2 separate regions of the Hordeum vulgare genome follow, and region 1 is linked to region 2. Evidence: chromatin contacts called from public Hi-C data. All regions are on one chromosome and are shown on one strand. The core of a region is the stretch at or near the end of the contact, and the rest is flanking DNA. Distances in the headings are between cores, read along the strand shown. Region 1 has its middle 370 kb from the start of LOC123404485. Region 2 holds the start of LOC123403970 (cytosolic invertase 1).

Region 1 (3,316 bases), core at 31-2,530, 430 kb after region 2:
GCTGTCAAAACTGATGTAGCCTGGACCATATTGGATGATGACAGTCGCGTCCACCAGACGAATCGCACATGCTACACCGTGGAGGACATTTAGATGGAAACTGCACCCGGGGCAGATGTAGATGAACGCTTGGTTTTGATGAATTGATGGATTTGTAGGACTGGCTTCTGCCGCTGACGTCAACCTCTCTTTTATCAGTCGTATATGGGATTTTTTCACGATTTTAATCCATGATATGAAAATATTTTACGGAATGAATTTTGATTGAAACCATTTCACGATCTGATTTTTTTGAAACGCCAGAACCCGTAGCGTTGCAGACGCACATAGAAACGCCAGTCTAATGTGCCGTTGCAGACGCACATAGAAACGCCAGTCTAATGTGGCGTTGCAGACCCACTCAAACGCCAGTTTAATGTGGCGTTGCAGGCCACGAGTGAAACGCCATGGTCCATGGCGTTTTAGCAGTACACATGTTGCTGGCAGCATGCCGTGGGCTGGCTGGATGTCGTCGCTGCGTTTCATAGTGGGTCTGCAACGCCAGCACTGTTGGCGTTTCACAATCGGCCTGCAACGCTACATTAGACTGACGTTGCAAGAAAGAAAAAACGCCACGGTAGACAGGCTTGTCACTATAGGGCAGCAACGCCAGCACTGTTGGCGTTTCACAGTGGATCTGCAACGCCACTGTAGACTGGTGTTGTAAAAAAGAAAAAACGCCACGATAGACAGGCGTATCACTGTAGGACAGCAACGCCACGGTAGACAGGCTTGCATAGTGGGGCAGCAACGCCACGACTTGTGGCGTTTCTTAAAAAGTCAGATCGTGAAATGGTTTCAAATCTGGTTCATTTGTGTTCATGTTTAAAGAAAAGTTAAAACAGTGAAAAAATCCTCGTACATGCAACATCATATTACTGGAAAAAGATTTGACCTTGGATTGATTTGTTCGGATGATTCGGTCGGTATGATCCTTGGCTGGATGTAGCAATTGGAGCCTGGAGTAGAAAACTGTTTTGGCTTTCACATGATAGAACCTGGCGTGGTGAATCTGGGTGAATTAAACTAGAACGTTTTCCCTCTGCCCGGCGAACAGCAATACTAATTGCCTTCGATCCAATCACTCTGCACTCCCTTTTCACTTTTCATCTAATCTTTAAAAATACCAGCGACAACTCACACAACGGCCACAACCTCGGACGTGAGATTCTTCCTGCTCCATGCGAACGACAAGACATAGAAGCAGTCGGACACGACAATAAATGCTACGTGCTCGAACGCGACACGGCGGCGACTCAAGGCGCGGCACTGGCAGAAGCCAGGACGAGTCCTAGACAGGCAAGGTGCAGCCAACGGCGAGTCGGCTTCGAGGCAAAGTTATTGTGGCAAAAACCAAATCTAATTCCCGTTCGTGGCGATACATGCATGTAGGTCAACTCAACCGGAGCCATCTGGTTGTTTTTCTCCATCAACCGTGCATGTTTTGCACAGAGGTTGATCTGGCTTCGTATCGATGGATTGTTAGAGACGCGTGTGACGACGCTCAAGTCCCACCTTAATTTTTCTTCAACTCAGATCTTATATTGTGAACAGCTTCTCGATCCTTGAAAGAAATCCCTCCAAAAACACAATTCCATCATGCGGTTAGCCTCACGGTGGGCGCCAACTGTCGTAGTTTTCTCACGGCAGATGTCCTCGTACAAGGACTTTAGGTGTGAGGCCATCGCAACCATGTGGCGGTTGAAAGGTTGGTCGGAATCGAAAGACGCGAGTTTACCCAGGTTCGGCCCCTCCGATGGAGGTAAAAGCCTATGTCCTGCTTGTGTTTCATTGATTAAGATAATGATCTCGATTACAAGGGTGCAGACTCGGCACCTCTAATCTCGTTGGTGTCTAATCTGTCTATCTCATGATTTGTCTTGTCTAGACCTAAACTGTGAATCTGTCTATTGAGACGTCTAAAAAACCTAACCCTCTTGGGGTGTCTCGCCCCTCCTTATATAAGCTAAAGGGGCGAGATACATATAGAGTCCAAGCCGGATTTAGGCTTAGCATATTATGACTCTCCATCACGGGCTTCTCTTCGTGGGATTCTGAGTCCGGGCTAGTTACGAACGGATTGCTGAGTCCCGGGCTACTTACAAATGGATTGCTGAGTCTCGGACGACTTATGAACAGTTTGCTGAGTCCCGGGCGGCTTACGACCGGGCTACTTACGACCGGGCTGCTTACAAACAGATTGCTGAGTCCCCGGGCGGCTTACGACCGGGTTGCTTACAACCGGGCTGCTTACGACTGGGCTGCTTACAACCAGGCTGCTTACAAACAGATTGCTGAGTCCCTGGATGGCTTACGACCGGGCTGCTTACAACCAGGCTTCTCTTCAAGACTCATCTTCAGGGAATCGTTTCCGGAACTTGACTGTCTGGCTGGTTATAACTGTCTGCCGAGTCATAACTGTCTGCCTAGTCATAACCGTCTGCCAGGTCATACCGCGGGGTATATCCCCGACACTTGTCATGGTAATAGCCCTGTTGGCACAGTCCAAGATGCTTTGGGGTTTGTCCAACCAGTCCATGCCGAGAATTATTTCTAGGCCTTGCGAGTTAATGACAATGAGATCTGCTGAGAAGCTTATCCCATTGATAACAATCCCGACTTTCCTACACCCTAGGTTGGTCCTTAACACTGCTCCCGGGGTTTGTATTGCCATTTGCCCATTAAGCAGAGTAGGCTTCAAACCACATTTTTCCGCAAATCTTTGTGTAACAAAGAATCTGAAGCACTACAATCAAACAATATTGTTGCTGGGGTGGAGTTGACGAGGAACGTACCCAGAATGGAGTCCGGGTCTTCCTGTGCGTCTTCTGCGGAGATATGATTGATCCGCCCCCTGCTGTGATACTTCTGGTTGCGGGGAGCTTGGTTCCTGCCTGGTGCTAATTGGCCTTGGTTTGGCGCATTGGGGCGCGCTGCTTCGGGCTTCTTGTTGGGACACTGCCTGGAATAGTGCCATGTCTGTCCACATCCAAAACAGGTAACTTGCGCTGGAAGGTTGGTCTTGACCCCAATGTTGTTCGGTGGGTTGAATGCTGGCTTGGTGTTGACTTGCTGCTGAGGCTGCTATTTCTGGCGAAATGTCGGAGTCTTGTACTGCTGTTGTTGATAATTGGGTCTTGCTGGCGCTGAGTGCCATGGGCGTGGCTTCAGATTACTAGGTCCTCCACTACCCATCATCTTGCGCTTACGGGTGTCGTCCATTGCACGACGTTTATACTCCAACATGAGGGCCTTATTAACCAGATCGCTTAATGTT
Region 2 (3,097 bases), core at 420-2,919:
GAAACCCTTGTTGCACCCACTCTCATCACACCATCAAAACAATGCCACACTCACATGACACTAACACTTCAACAACAAGGAGCAACAAACAACACAGACAAAGAACACATATGACATGATGCCATGATGCGCAAGTGGTGAAGCCAAACTTGAACTCCTATGCCAATCCAACACAGGAAGGGTCGTACAAGGAAATCTTTACCTAATAATAAAGAGGCTATCGCTTCCGTCGGAAAACCCACCGAGTTGATTTTACAAAAAAACCCTTATTGTTTATGACATTAAACTCGTAGTATATATTAAATATTTTTTAAATACTCATATCTTTTAAACCGTAACTCTAAATTTAACATATTATACATGTAGTTTGATTAGAAAAATATGTAGAATTTAAATATGATATTATTTTATCTGTTAAACGTTTAATAAAAATACTATCTAGGGTGCAATCTTAATAAATAAGTCATTATTCGTCTTTCTTTCATTCCGGTAATCATCCGGGTTGGGGATGAACACGTCAACAAAATCAGGATTAGAGATGAAACTGAAGGTCACTTGACTGATTCTTTGTACATATTAAATCTACATACAAGCCGTGTTAAAATAGAAGACCAATGAAATTTTGAACTGCATTTTTGTAGGATAAGACCATCTTTATTTGTATCGTAACTATAAATTCTTAAATTATAGACTTTTTATAAATTAAGAATGTGTGCCGTGTGATATTTCTTTCTCCCGTTGCAACGCATGGGCCCTTTTGCTAGTATTACCAAAAGGGGTAGGTGGTGCATTGGGGCTGTCACAGCCGCGCCATTGGCAGCAGTCGCTACTCTGCGTGTCTCCGTGCGACGGAGGCGGGAGTGGTGGTCGCGGGTGGAGTCGAGCCGTCATCGCGTGGTCGACGGCCTGAGGCGCCGTGCACTCGCCTGCTTCGCTCCGGCTAATGCGCGGACCTTGAGGAATGGGCGGCGACTACTATGCCGCGCCATGCCTTAGCCGGCCTCCGCCGCGTTCACCATCACATGGGGCCACATCGCTGGTGGCTGGCGCCCCGACGCTGCCCCTGTACTACTGACGCCACTTCGGGCGTTAGGCAGCCACTATGAGTATTATATACTCCCTCCGTTCCTAAATATAAGTCTTTTAAGAGATTTCACTAAATGACTACATACGGAGCAAAATGAGTGAATCTACACTCTAAAGTATGTCTATATACATCCGTATATAGTTTTTTAGTGAAGTTTCTAAAAAGACTTATATTTAGAAACGGAGGAAGTACGTACTACTACAGATCCGATAATCAGCTCGTATTGATCCGTGTGTTTAGCATTTTCGCTGATCCGCCCAGCCCCGCCCCCGCTTCCGGAAATCGGCAGGCAGACGATCTCCGGACGGCCACCACGATGCTCACCTTTCCTTGGGCACCCAACAACCGCCCCCAGCACTCAACCGGGGTCGGCGTTCCACGTCAGCGCCTCGTCCTCATCTCATCCCAATTCCCAACCACACCAACCCCCCACGTGCTGCTGCACACCGGCCGCACCCGGTAACCCAAAATCTCTCACATCATCCACCCACCATCACGCACCGCGGGTCCCCTTGGGCGAGATGGTCCCACTCGACATGGACAAAAAGGTCACGGGTTTATAGCGCGTGTCCCCGTCGGCGCCCAGGCCCCGCTGGGCTATAAGTAGGCGGCCCTCCGCCTACTTCTCATTTTTTTTCCCATTTACCTCTGCGGAACCCCCCTCGCCTCGAGATTCGCGCTGCCGTGTCTGCTTCTGGGTCCGCGCTGCCGTTGTCTAGCGTCCCGAGCTAGATCTCTCAGCTCGCTCTTCGCCGCCGTTTTGGGCTTAGATCTGGCTGGGGCGAGTAGGTGGAGGCCGGCCGCAGATTCGCGAGGAGGGAGGGGAGCCATGGAGCTGGGGGCGGCCGGGATGCGGCGGTCCGCGTCGCACAACTCGCTGTCCGGGTCCGATGACTTCGACCTCACACACCTGCTCAACAAGCCGCGGATCAACGTCGAGCGCCAGCGCTCCTTCGACGACCGTTCGCTCAGCGACGTCTCCTACTCCGGTGGCCACGCCAGGGGAGGCGGAGGCTTTGACGGCATGTACTCCCCGGGCGGCGGTCTACGCTCTCTGGTCGGCACGCCGGCCTCCTCGGCGCTCCACTCTTTCGAGCCCCACCCCATAGTAGGCGACGCCTGGGAGGCCCTCCGCCGCTCCCTCGTCTTTTTCCGCGGCCAGCCGCTTGGTACCATCGCCGCTTTCGACCATGCATCCGAGGAAGTCCTAAACTATGACCAGGTAGTACAAGCAACGATTTTTTTCTCAATGTTATAATGAATCGAGATTTTAAGTCTGAATTAAATTTATGAAGGAGTAGCATGTTATCGACATATGCTTATGTGACTTGGGGGCGGTTCGCTGCAGGTGTTTGTGAGAGATTTCGTGCCCAGCGCCATGGCGTTTCTGATGAATGGCGAGCCGGAGATTGTCAAGAACTTCCTGCTCAAGACCGTTTTGTTGCAGGGTTGGGAGAAGAAGGTTGATCGGTTTAAGCTTGGTGAGGGGGCCATGCCTGCAAGCTTTAAAGTGCTTCATGACGATAAGAAGGGTGTTGATACCCTTCACGCCGATTTTGGTGAGAGCGCAATTGGGCGGGTTGCACCAGTGGATTCGGGGTTCTGGTGGATCATACTATTGCGGGCCTACACAAAGTCCACCGGGGATTTGACTCTGGCAGAGAGGCCGGAATGCCAGAAGGCAATGAGGCTCATTCTGAGCCTGTGCTTGTCTGAGGGATTTGATACCTTCCCGACATTGTTATGTGCTGATGGTTGCTGCATGATAGATCGTAGGATGGTAAGTTATAGACTGACACTTTCAATATGTTCAAGTCAAATAAGAGTACGTTTCACAGGACTGCAAATTTCCTATTCTTTTAATCAATGAATCACCACTTCTGTGACTCTATTGACATACATACACCATTCTTTTGGGCTAACATTTCATAGAATTACTGCTGTAGATATTTCTTTAAACTTACAGAATTATGAAACAACTGATGTGCTTTGCTGAAACAAGGGTGATAT

Evidence for each region. Hi-C and Micro-C count contacts between places; a contact is called where the count stands out from the background.
Region 1: a Hi-C map of leaf shows a contact between it and region 2, with 5 times the contacts expected there. The contact joins the enhancer-like site here to the promoter of LOC123403970 in region 2. A contact is called at or near these places in 2 of 6 Hi-C or Micro-C datasets (leaf and seedling) and 1 of 1 datasets of contacts at active chromatin or transcription factors (embryo).

What each region holds. Positions count from the first base shown.
Region 1 is chr6H:234,104,536-234,107,851 of MorexV3_pseudomolecules_assembly, forward strand. No RefSeq gene overlaps it. Among protein-coding and RNA genes, the nearest start is that of LOC123404485, 370 kb to the right of the region's middle. Within about 2 kb of position 1,281, at least 2 of the 3 cell types and tissues checked have open chromatin away from gene starts, as enhancers often do. A contact at or near this core is called in leaf, where this site is marked.
Region 2 is chr6H:233,670,788-233,673,884 of MorexV3_pseudomolecules_assembly, forward strand. It overlaps LOC123403970 (cytosolic invertase 1), which reads left to right and starts at 1,670. Exons shown (of 4, transcript XM_045097873.1): 1 at 1,670-2,309; 2 at 2,436-2,867. The coding sequence starts at 1,917.